Regions from separate parts of the Mus musculus genome. Here region 1 is linked to region 2. A link is a contact called in public HiChIP or PLAC-seq data. All regions are on one chromosome and are shown on one strand. The core of a region is the stretch at or near the end of the contact, and the rest is flanking DNA. Distances in the headings are between cores, read along the strand shown. Region 1 overlaps BC034090 (cDNA sequence BC034090). Region 2 has its middle 35 kb from the start of Gm51649.

Evidence for each region. HiChIP or PLAC-seq counts read pairs in DNA pulled down with a chosen protein or histone mark.
Region 1: a contact with region 2 is called in an H3K4me3 HiChIP or PLAC-seq map of the 230-238 cell line, with 8 times the contacts expected there. The contact joins two enhancer-like sites. A contact is called at or near these places in 1 of 39 promoter capture datasets (pre-B cells), 3 of 115 datasets of contacts at active chromatin or transcription factors (the 230-238 cell line, differentiating embryonic stem cells and large pre-B cells) and 3 of 9 other capture datasets (adipose tissue, liver and pancreatic islet).

Annotation. Positions count from the first base shown.
Region 1 is chr1:155,222,076-155,227,978 of GRCm38.p6, reverse strand. It overlaps BC034090 (cDNA sequence BC034090), which reads left to right. Exons shown (of 10, transcript NM_001370865.1): 5 at 1,531-3,068; 6 at 4,548-4,704. Among named protein-coding and RNA genes, the nearest start is that of Gm31102, 18 kb to the left of the region's middle. Within about 2 kb of position 3,623, at least 166 of the 459 cell types and tissues checked have an H3K27ac peak or open chromatin away from gene starts, as enhancers often do. A contact at or near this core is called in the 230-238 cell line, where this site is marked.
Region 2 is chr1:154,819,118-154,825,118 of GRCm38.p6, reverse strand. It overlaps a transcript of Cacna1e not described here. Among named protein-coding and RNA genes, the nearest start is that of Gm51649, 35 kb to the right of the region's middle. Within about 2 kb of position 1,813, at least 26 of the 459 cell types and tissues checked have an H3K27ac peak or open chromatin away from gene starts, as enhancers often do. A contact at or near this core is called in the 230-238 cell line, where this site is marked.

The DNA.
Region 1 (5,903 bases), core at 2,374-4,873, 400 kb before region 2:
GGAGGGAAACAGGATAAGAGGCCACCACATGGGGATAGTGACATAAGTCAGTCCCAAAGACTTAGTCCGTGGGTCAGTCAGTGGGGAAAACTCCAGCAGGAAAAGGAAGAAATGTGGGCCGTGGGTCTGTTACCTGGCTGTTGGGTCCTGAGATGGCATTTGTGTGCAGCTGAGCAGGATCTGGCCACCAGCTAGCATTTTCCAGAGCTAAAGCTAAAAAGGATATGAAGCACAGCAGTGTGCATCCGAAGGCAGCGTTGGTGTGTGAGGTAGGGACTAGGGCAGGAGCTCTGCCGTTGTGTTAGGAGAGGCACCAGGGTCTGCCCAGGTGCAGCCCATCCCAGCAAGGCCTGAGGGATCCTGTGTGGGATCCTCAGGTCAGGGATGCTCCAAGTCCCAGACTTCCAGGCCCACAGAATACCCATGGAGACTTCCCTCAGAGGCTTTTCAGCACTTCAAACTGCTCCTCAGTGGTCACAGGGGGCGGGTTCTAGGAGCCCCCTTGGATACCAGAACCCTTGACATAAAAGAGTGTAGCTTTTACACCCCGATTAGCCACATCCTCCTGTGCATCCCTAGATTACCCACAGCCTTTAAGCACAGAAGTGCTTTGCAGTGGTAGCTGCTTTGTAGTATTTAAGGGCTATCTTCTATTTTGTACTGTTGAGTGGTTCTCAACCTGTGCGCCACAACCCTTTTGGGATTGAATGATCTTTTCACAAGGGTCACATATCAAATATCCTGCATATTAGATATTTACATTACAATTCATTATAGTAGCTAAATTACAGTTATGAAGTAGCAATAAAATAATTTTGTGGTTGGGGTCACCACACCATGAGGAACTGTACTAAAGGGTCGCAGCATTAGGAAGGTTGAGAACCACTGCTTTTAAGGGAAGACAAAGAAAATAAAGTCCCTATGTGTTCTGTACGGACACACAGATCCAGAGTTTTATTTTCAAATGTTTTTATTATGTGACTGGTTGAATCTCCAGATGTAGAGCTCCTCACACAGGACTGACTGAACATGTTTCTACAATCTGTCACTGTCCACACACACACACCCACACACACACACACACACACACACACACGTATACACACACACGTATACACACGTGCATACACATGCACACATACACACACATGTATACACACATGCACACACAGAGTGCACATAAGGTCTGCCTTCTTTCTTCTGCATAGTCCCTGGCTTAGTAGCTTTTCTTGTTAACTCATGCTGAGCCCAGCAGTAGAGAGTGAGTTAAAAATAAAGAAGGATGTATCAGTTTTGTTGAGCAGCTGTGTACTCAGATGTTTTGAGATGTGCTCATCCTGCAGGGCTTGGGGCTTGTCACGTGTCTTCCCGGGAGCCTGACTGGGGGTAACCTTGTGGATTGTTGGTACCGTCAGGCACCATGGGAGAATGTGCCCCAGAGTGGTGAGGCCTGGGCCAGAGCACATCCAGGGCACACTGGTTATCCTCTCCACCTCCCTGCATGTGACTTTTCTCCTGTCTCTTCACTAGAAATGGCCAGAGAAGCCCAGCCCCGGAATTGAGGACCACCTCTGCCTACAGAGAGAACCTCCAGAATGGGAACTTGAATGACCCCTCCAGCATAGAGTCCAGCAATGGGCAGTGGCCCAAGCAAGAAATGCCCCTGTCTCATGTCCGTTTTGAAGATGAGTCTGCCCACGAGGCTGAATTCCGGTACCTGGACCGGCTTCAGCAGCGCCAGCGTCAAGTGTTAAGCACAGTGCTCCATGCTGTGGACCAAGGACCTCTACGCTCCAAACCCGACCTAACCAACTACATTAACCGCATTGTAGGGAATAGCTCATTTCATAGGGCCGTGGGCTGCCTGGACCAGAGTAACTTCCCTGTACCACCACCTCCTTGGGACAATGAGAGGAAGTGTCCAGCCTGTGGCAGCTGTCTGGAGGAGCGTTGCCCTGCTGAGGAGAGGGCAGCCTCTGACCTGAGAGTCCTCCGGAGTCTCCAGGCTGCCTGTGAGGCAGAGGCAGTACTGCTGGGGCCCTGTAATTCCCATGGTCTGAGCTCCCCATTCCCAGGGCTCCACACAGAATGGATCCGGGAAACACACATCACAGACACTGTTGCCACACACCCTGAGGAAGAGGAGGACTCTGCCCTGGACAGCACCCACAGTTCAGACAGCTGGAAAGATGGTACTGATGCCAGGACCTCTCAGTCTAGCAGGGCAGGTGAGCAGATCCGAGTGAGCAGCCCCCAGCAGCGGTGGCATGGGTCTAGGCCCCAGGGAGGTCCCAGGTGGTCCAGAAAGGCTGAGGCGGAGCTGCCCTGCGGCCTTCAGGCCTGGTCTCACCTGCCCCAGCTTGATGATGGGGTTGTAGGAGGGGAGGGGAGAGAAGCCAGTGGACACATACCTCAGGGGACTCTGTTTCCAGAGGAAGATGCTGTGCCTAAACCTGCCTTGGAACCTAAGAGACCTTGGTCCCAGGGGCAGCTTGGACCTCGGTCAGGAAGTCACTGTGCCCACCCCGAGGACTGCAGATCTCCATGCAGGACAGCTTATGCTGTGCCGTTTTCCAAGACACGTGGGTCCTCAGGATCAGGCCAACCACCAGACCAAGTTCCTGAAAGCCATGAGTCTCTGAAAACTCTCTGCACTTCTCCCCTCCAACGGAGCCATGAAGAGCCCTCTGCACCCCTCCCAGCCTCACAGTCAACATTGACCCTCCCCGAGGAAGTGCCAACCCCTCCTTCTTTGAGGAAATCCCTCTGCCCTATGCCTCCGAGGAAGTCAGTCCAGAAGGGGCATCACTGGCAGGAACACCAGGCAGAGCATATGGATAGCCCCCTGCCTGTGTCCCCTCCAAGAACTGTGGTTCTCACGCGACCCCAACCCCAACCCTGTAGCCCCCAAGTCAAGCATCCACTGCTGGACCTGTTCAACAACAACTCCAGCAGCAGCATCCCTCTAGGGCTGCAGGGGCCCTCAGGAGTGGCTGTCCACAGGAATAGATCTGAAAAGGACCAGTGCTGTCAGGAGCCTGTGCTGCCTCTGGAGAGCAATGGAGATGGTAAGGACTGCTGTCATTTGCTCTCCATCCTAATCACCTTAGGATAAGGCCCATAACTCCCCCTCCCCCCAGCCCCCAGCACCTTGTGGATCCCTCAGAGCAGCAGCAGGCCTGCAGGATGTAGGGGAGCACCAGCTGGGTGCAGGACTTAGCAAGAGCATGGAGCAAGTTAGCCAGTGTTCTGTGCTTGGGGGATGGGGAGCAGGGGCTTGGACCTCGGTGGGGATGGAGCCAGATGGGAACTCTGGGGTGTGTAGGGGAAGCTTCAGTCCACAGCTGCTGGGGCCAGGCTTTGTGGGCATTTGACTCTTGTAAACTATGAGTAATCTACTGTTGTTTAGAAGAGTGACTACCGACAGTCACCTGCCTCTTCCACCTTCTCTCTTCTGTGCTTTGCACTGCCTTGTTCACTGTTGGTCATGCACCCTGTACAAGCTCAGACCTGTCCTGCGCACTGTGGGAAATTACTCAAGCAGGCTCCCTGCCCTTAAGGTTCTCTGTGGTCACACGTGTCTGTGGGGTGCAGTGACCAGCAGGGGGAGCACTACAGCAAGCTGCCGCTCTGATCCCTCCGTGGCCCTGGTTGTCCGACCTGCTAGTAGATTCTAATGGGCAAGGCTGCCAAAGCTCCTTGCCCTAGGGAGGAGGAGTCTCGCCGTGGGCAGATTCTGTGCCCGCTCTGATCCGCACTGCTGTGATCCCAGCGGACAGCAGTGAAGTTGCTGAGGCAAAGCCTCTCCCCCCTAGTTGTTCTGCCTCCACCCATCTCCCGCCCTCCACACCGAGCTCAGCTGTGCCTCCCTCTCCTGTGTGGGCTCCAGGCTGGTGTGAACCTAGCCACGTCCTGCAGACCTTCTGAGATGCAGTGACCTTTCTGGGAACCCTGAGTCTGCACTTCCTTGAGAACTTAGTGAGGATTCTCTTATTAGTGACAGGGCCCCTGGGTAACCGCTTCCTCTCTCTATCCTCATGTTTTCTTATCTAGACGGGGAGGGTTAAGATACAGCCTGTCTCGTGGGAACCACAGGGCAAGTCTATGAAGGGTTCAGTCACCCTTCATATCACCAAGTGCATACAATGGACCCAAGATGGAAGCTATAGTAAAAGCTGTGGCAATTTTAGATTGTTTCCCCAGTTCTCGACTGTGTCCCTTGACACGGAATGGGCATGACCTACCACAAGTAACTAACACTTAACAAATACTTATTAGGTGCCCAGCTGGGTGATGGGGTAACAGTAGTCCACAGTCCTCCATAGCACCCCCACTCTTATCCTCAAAGTTTCCAGTTTAGCAGATGCTCAAGGATGAGCCCCGCCTCCTTCACTGACTGCTTCCTGGGCTTCTACTGCTTCTGCTCCTACGGCTCCCACCTCTCCCCGGCATCTCCTGCTCCTCAGGTCAGGCTGGGAAATGGGCCTTTCCCCCGTGTGACCTGTGGGGACAGTCATGTAGCAGGGGCGGCTCTGTGGCTGTTGCAGGAACACTCCAGGACTCTCTCCAGTCAGTGGATATCGCCACTGTCAACTCTACAGCCATCACCCTCGCCCTTACCTCAGAGGAGCCTGAGCGCAGCCAGGAGTGGGGAGGAGGTTCACAGAGGACAGGATCCAGCTCTGGGGGCCATGTGCCCACTGGGTGAGTGGCAGGAGCAAGCCCTGACGACATAAGGCATGCTGGATGGGGACATACCACCTGGAGCATAGTGTCTCTTAACTTCCTCTTCCAGACCCAGAAGGCCCTAGACCACATCCTGGTGCCCTAAACCACCCTCCCTAATTCTGTGTGTGTGTGTGTGTGTGTGTGTGTGTGTGTGTGTGTGTGTGTGTGTGTGTTGTACATGTGTGCTCATAGGGAAAACCGGGTACACGTGTGTCTGGGGACACATGGCTGTACGTATCTAAGTATATATACAGGCCAGATGTTAACATTGGGGGAATCTTACTTAGTTGCCTCACACCGTGTGTTTGAACCCCCAACCCACATTGTCTCTGCCTCCTGGAACTGGGGTTACAGACGTGCTGCTCTGCGTGGCCTGGCTTGTAAGTGGGCACTGGGGATCTGAACTCAGGTCCTCAGGCTTCTATGCCACTTCTATGCACTTGACCTACTCCAGCCCCACCTTTGCTAATTCTCTTTATCTGACGGACTTCATTGAGGCACGGAGTAATATCCCCACCCTTGAGCCCCAGCTACTAATGATACAGCTGAGGGCCACAGCCCTCAAGGTGCTCCCAGGATGCAAACTGATCCCCTTCCTTGCACCAGCTGAGGCCTAGCCACCTGAGACCTTGCTGGAACCTCCTTGGACCAAGTTCAAAGCCTAGGCAAACCTGGTACTTGTAAGGGCTTTCCCAGCTCCAGACTGTATCCTGTGACTGCACACAGCACTCGGCCTCCTGACGGCCCAGACAGGTCTGGACGGTTGCCACAATGTGAGGACTGTCTGGCCAGTTCCTCCTGGACATCTCTCTCAAGTATCTAGCTGTTCCCTCAATAAAAACACCACGGTTGCTTTCCCCACACCCCCTTCCCAGCAGCTGTGGTGCTGTCCCCACAGCTTAGACCTCGATCTGCCTCCTCCTGCTTTCCCTCCCTTACCCACCGGCAGCCCTCGCCAGCCCCCAGCCCCTCTCTCTACCATCTGGTCTAAGCTGTCTCGCTTCTTAGCTGCACAAGGGAATATTTTTTTAGAACCCAATTAAATGGTATCATTGTCCTACTTAAAGCCCCACAGTAGCCTCTCCTCTCCTCTTCCCGGGGCTGACAGTGCTTGGCGTGGTGGGACTTCCCTGCCTGCCTGGCTTCACCGCACACCCCTTCCTGCTTCTCTCCCT
Region 2 (6,001 bases), core at 564-3,063:
CTCCTTCCTCTTCACCAAGGACACACGTGCTCATCCCTGCTGCCTCATGCCTCATTTGCCTTCGTTCTTTTAGTGATATCACTGGTAATGGCACCCCTCCCTCCCTAAGCTTCAAAAGAGTAGGCTCTAGGGACAGGGTGAGTCTCTTCTGTCTAGCAAAGAAAGGTGCTGAAGCCTGTCATGTAGCTCTGACCTCCCTGGCTTCCAGAGTGTCCTGAGAATTAGAAGTTTGTAAACCGCCTTGAGTTCCTTGGGGACCACTAGGAAGAGGAAAGGATAAAAATCACCGCACGTAAAGCAGCCAGTGAACTCATTCCCAGTCTCCCCCACTGGGTTATGATTAGGAACGCTTCAGATGAAATATCACATTCCATCAAGGCAGGTGAGGCCCGTGTGAGGCTGCTAATTGTCATAAAAAGCTTAATTTGCACTTGTGAGAATTTCTCATTTCACTGAGTTGGGGAAATCGGGTGGTAGAGATGAGGCCACTCAGGGGAGCATTCCAGGCTCATCCTTGGCTTGGTGATGGGAGATGATTGTTCCAGTACAGCAGTCAAAGCTTGACAGCTCCCTGCCATTAACGCTCCAGCTATTCTTTTCCGCAGCAATCTCACTGTTTCTCCTGTCTCCTAGCAGAGACTTGGTATCCCTTACTTCCTCACCTACCTCCCCTTAGCTTTGATTTTCCTCCAGCCCTCGCTTCATTCCCTCCTCCCTCCCTTCCCTCGTCTTTCTCTATTTATCTTTCTCTATTTACTTCCTTCCTAGGAGTCTTTCCTTCCTCTCATAATAGTATGTGTTGCCTACAAGCAAATGGAGTCGAGACAGATAACATGATGAGTTAGGAAAATGGGGAGCCTGCTTTCCTATAATCTATAAACCATTTTTTTTTGTCAACTAACAAGGCAAGACTTGTAATAACACATTGCAAGGCTGTTCATGATCTGTGCATACACACAGCCATTGGTCCATCCACTCTTCTCAATGCATCCGTTCATGCATCCATGTGTGCACACGTCTAAACACACACACACACACACACACACACACACACACACACACACACACACACACACACACATCCCTCTATCCAACAATTCCTTGGGGAAAGGCTACTACATGTAGGGCAGTTTTGTGGGCAATTACTGTAGGTACCACCAGTATACCACCGATAGTGATGCTCCGATGGCCAAACCAGACTTCTCTGAGAAGTCTTAGAGGTCAGTCTTATCTATGGAGATAAGCGGGACCCCAAGGAAAAGACATTTTGACTGAACCATACAGGCGAGGAGTTAAGCTGTCGAAGGCAAGAAGGGGCTTAGCTAGCTGCTGGAGGGAACAGCTTGTGACAGGGCTTGGACAAAGCTTCTTCTGTGGATCTTCCACACATCACCAGTGAGGTGAGACTACCAAAATGAGTCCCAAGACCCAGGCAAGGGCTTATCCCTCATCTAAAGCTTGAGAGTCAATTTGAAGTTCCCTGTAGAACATCTGAAGGATGGTGAAGTAGGTCATCCGTAGGGTCTAGAGCTACATGACAAACCTTCCTGGTGGAAAGTGATGGAAATTCTCTGGCTGACATGGGAGCCACTGGCTGTTGGCCTACTGTTTCCTACCTAGTTGGATTGTTTCCTACCCAGTTTGATTGTGACTATGTGACAGAGAAACTCAGCTGCACACACACACACACACACACACACACACACACACACACACACACACACACACATACACACACACACATATAATACATGCAGTGAGCAGCTATCTTTGTGGGCAGTGCAGACCAGCAGAGTCACATCTGTTTTCCCACACACAGCATCCCCAAACGGGAACTCCTGCAACTTTCAGTTTCTATGCACTGCTATGGCCTGTGGCACCTTCTGGTTCTCTCAGTTAAGTGACTGGCTGATGACAATTTTTATGTGTGTCTCCTTTCTCCTCCATGAATGTTCACCCTCAGAATGGCGACTACTCTCGGGTTTTGGTGTTGTCTCTGAGCACATCACTGCAGAGCCTCAGTCTATTGAATACTTTTCACTTGATTGGTTAGCTCCTGTCCTTTTTTTGGGACTTTGAGATACAGAATTCAAGGCAGCAAATACCAGCTTTCCCAATGGGCCATGCATGTGATCTGTGTGCCCTGGCCCCCTGCAAGGACACAGGGGACCTGAGAGATGTCACAAGGCACAGTAGCTGTTGGGAAGCACGGCTCCCCTCTGGAATTTCTTGCTTGTCTATCTCTAGATGCCTTGGTGCTGGGAAGGAAGTGTGTGAGGTGGAGGGAGCCTTTGCGGGAGGGTGAGTGCCACCTTTTGGCTCCTGCCATCACCATACAGAGCACTTGAACGGCTTCCCTGAGTTCTTCACAGGAGCACAGTGACAGTGACAGTGACAGAGATTTTGCTTTCCATTCTCGTATTTTCTCTTGACAGTCAAATCATTTTCCCATGGAGGTTTACAGTTTTAAAATGATCAGAAAGAGGACTGATCCCCCTGCCGATGCTTTCAGCTCAGATTGAGGCACAGAAGGGGCATGCTCTCATGGAAACTTCTCTGCCTTGAATTGGGGGTGGGGGGATAAAGGATGCTCTGACTCTTCCCTGCAGCCCCTCAACCACCAGAGCCAGGGACTCAGAACTCCGCTTGAGGGAGAGGACAGCCGCCCCCAGCTCAGCCATGCAACAGCAAGAACCTCATGACATAATACCCAGGGCAGATGGCATTGTCTGATTTTCAGAGAGTATGGAGATTGGAGGCATGGTAATTCTTGTGGCAGAACAGAGATCTTCCCCTGAAGAGTCCCGATTCCCATTAGGGGTGGGGTTCTTTTCACAGAACACCAGACTCTCAAATATTTACTCAGTGCTTGCTTTTCCTCAGTACAGCCTGCTGGTCACTGTCACCTGAAATGACAGGGACCTCGTTTTCATGTATGGCTACCTCCCTCACCGTTGGAATGCATTTCTCTGGACTGAGATGAAATCTTTCCTTTGTTACTCTACTCCTGGTCCCACCTTTCCCTTTGGGGTTTTATAGACCAGCCTGAGCATCTCTCCTCCATGCAGGCACTCCCAGGTTTGCTGATTGCTGGGCCTTTCCTTCCCAATATGGGCTCCCAGGATCCTGGTGATAGTTTCTCAGAGGATAAGGGCTCTAGATCTTCAGTCTTCTTGGCTGACAGCCTTTAGTGTCTCCACAGAGTGGAGCACTAGGCAGAGCAGGGAGAAAACTAGCCCTGTCTGCATTCTAGATGCTCCTGCCTCTAAGACAGGTCCCCAATTACAGTGGATGCTCACTGTCAGGGAGTTTATTATCCACATTGTCCTGGGTCCTTGCAACCTGCAGATGCTAAAATAGCTCATGTTGTGCTGTTGCTTCTAGGAAAGTAGAAATGCAGGGTTGGGTCCCTGTGGACCTCTTTCACAGCATTTACAATAGGAGATCAGTATGAAAGCTTGTTGTGTGTGTATTTCTCTTACACATCATATTTAATACATAATGTTGATTCTTCATCATCGAGCTCACAGCCAACAATGTAGTTCATGCCTGAGCCAGGCTTACCCATGCGCTTTCTTTAGGAGGCATGCCTCCATCTCCTTGTGCTTAGAGCACCAGACAGCAGGCATGTCAACACTGTGCTCAGGGCCATTCTATAGAGCAAAACCACCAACAGCCACATAAAAACTGAAACATGAAGTGGACTGAGAGAACTTGTTTGTAGCATAAGATCTGAAACAGCAGACACAAAGTAGCTACCTTGTCTCACCTCAGCTAGAGATGAGTGTGGGCAGTGAGTCCAGTGTTTTTCTACCTTTGAGTATATGCAGATGAGCCACAAGTATTGATTCGGATGTTACAGATCTTTTAGTGAGTGGGTGAATTCATAAATACAGGACCCACAGGGGATGAGGATGAACTGTGCTATGAGTAGATACAAAGAAGCAAGAAGCCTGGCTTTTTGAAGACCCTGGGCAACGGACACCATGTGCTCTGCAGAACAATCAAGGTCTCTGCATGGGTACATTCCAGGGAGGTGCTACCTGATGTCTGTGTCTTTGTGACACATATGCCTTCCTTTCTGTCCTGTGCCTTCTTCCTTTGGAGTCTCAGCTCCAGGAAGACCAGACTCTTATTTCCAGGAGTGTTTCACCCACAGCGGCCCCCAATAAACATTTGTTCCTGGGGCTGATGCCAGTGTTGGTTTGGAGCAGAAGGAGCAGAGGGAGAGAACAAAACGAAACAAAGGATATGCTCAGGATTGAGGCAAAGGCAGAGCTGTCCATGAACTAAACACAGAAATGAGGAGGCTGTGGAAGAAAATGAAGTCGATCAAGCATCTGCAGTTGCAGGTGTGACTGTAGGCGAGGCTACCTTGACTGGGGTGGGGATAAATGAAGTCTTACCTACGTTCCTGGGACCTTCCTTCTTGACTTCACAAGACCATCTCTCTCTCTCTCTCACTGCTTCAAAAGACCCACTGCTCTCGCTATCACTCACTACTGTGCTTTTGGAACATGTCAGGGATGTCAGATGCAAACAAGGGCATCTTCCCTTCATGCTTTCTCAGTGGAGCATGGTCAATGACGGAGCCTCGGCTCCCACAGTTGCTAAGTGAGCACCGCAGTGTACCCTTCATCAGAGGTTGGTGGACTTCTAATAAGAGAGGAGAACTTCTAATAAGAACTTAGTAAGGAGGAGATAGCTTGCAAAAGATGTGCCATCCAAGCTGTTTGGAGATGGCTGTTGGTTCCATTGTGCAGGTATCTGTTGCTCTCTGTGTCCTCCTGGCAACAGTGAATGTCATCATGGGCTAAGTAGAGAAGCAATCCGCAATCCTGGGCGGAGGTCAGGGACAGCTGTGGGCATGCAGGCATGGGAGCTTAGATCTGCTAGTCAGGAGCAGACATCAAGGACTTTAAACAAAGACTCAGCATGGTTGCCAGAAAGCCATGTGGTTTTTGAATAGTCAGTGACTAGAACTTGATGCCTGTTGCCTAGAGATGGTCCCATTGCAGTCTGTGGCTGACTCCAGGTGTTTGCCCTTCAGCTTAACACTTGAGAGCTTTCTCTAGGGGCTGCTCAGGGTCAGAGATGCACAGTTATTTCAAACAGGGACTGTTTTTTTTTAAAAATTTTATTTTTAAATTTAAGTTTATTTGTAATTCATTTTTTTGCACTCTATATTCCATTCCCCGCCCATCCCCATCCACCCGCTGACTGCACCACATACCACACCTCCTCCCCACCCCACCCCATCTCCACGTGGGTGCCTCCACCCCCACCCCACCTGACCTCTAAACTCCCTGGGGCCTCCAGTGTCTTGAGGGTTAGGTGCATCATCTCTGAATGAACACAGACCTGAAGTCCTCTACTGTATGTGTGTTGGGGACCTCATATCAGCTGGTGTATGGTGTCTGTTTGGTGGTCCAATGTTTGAGAGATCTCGGGGGTCCAGATTAACCAAGACCGCTGGTCCTCCTACAGAATTACCCTTCTCCTCAGCTTCTTTCAGCTTCTTTCAGCTTCTTTCAGCCTTCCCCAACTCAACAACTGGGGTCAGCTGCTTCTGTCCATTGGTTGGGTGCAAATAACTGTATCTGACTCTTTCAGCTGCTTGTTGGGTCCCTCAGAGGGCAGTCATGATAGATCCCTTTTTGTGAGCACTCCATAGTCTCGGTAATAGTGTCAGGCCCTGGGACCTCCCGTTGAGCTGGATCCCACTTTGGGCCTGTCGCTGGACCTTGTTTTCTTCAGGCTCCTCTCCATTTCCATCCCTGTAATTCTTTCAGACAGAAACAATTATGGGTCAGAGGTGTGACTGTGGGATGGTAACCCCACAAATGTTCTGTTTCCCGATGGAGATGGGCTCCACAAGTTCCCTCTCCCCACTGTTGGGTACCTCATCAAAGGTCCCTCCCCATGAGTCCTGGGAGTCTCTCTCTCTCTCTCTCTCTCTCTCTCTCTCTCTCTCTCTCTCTCTCTCTCTCTCTCTCTCTCT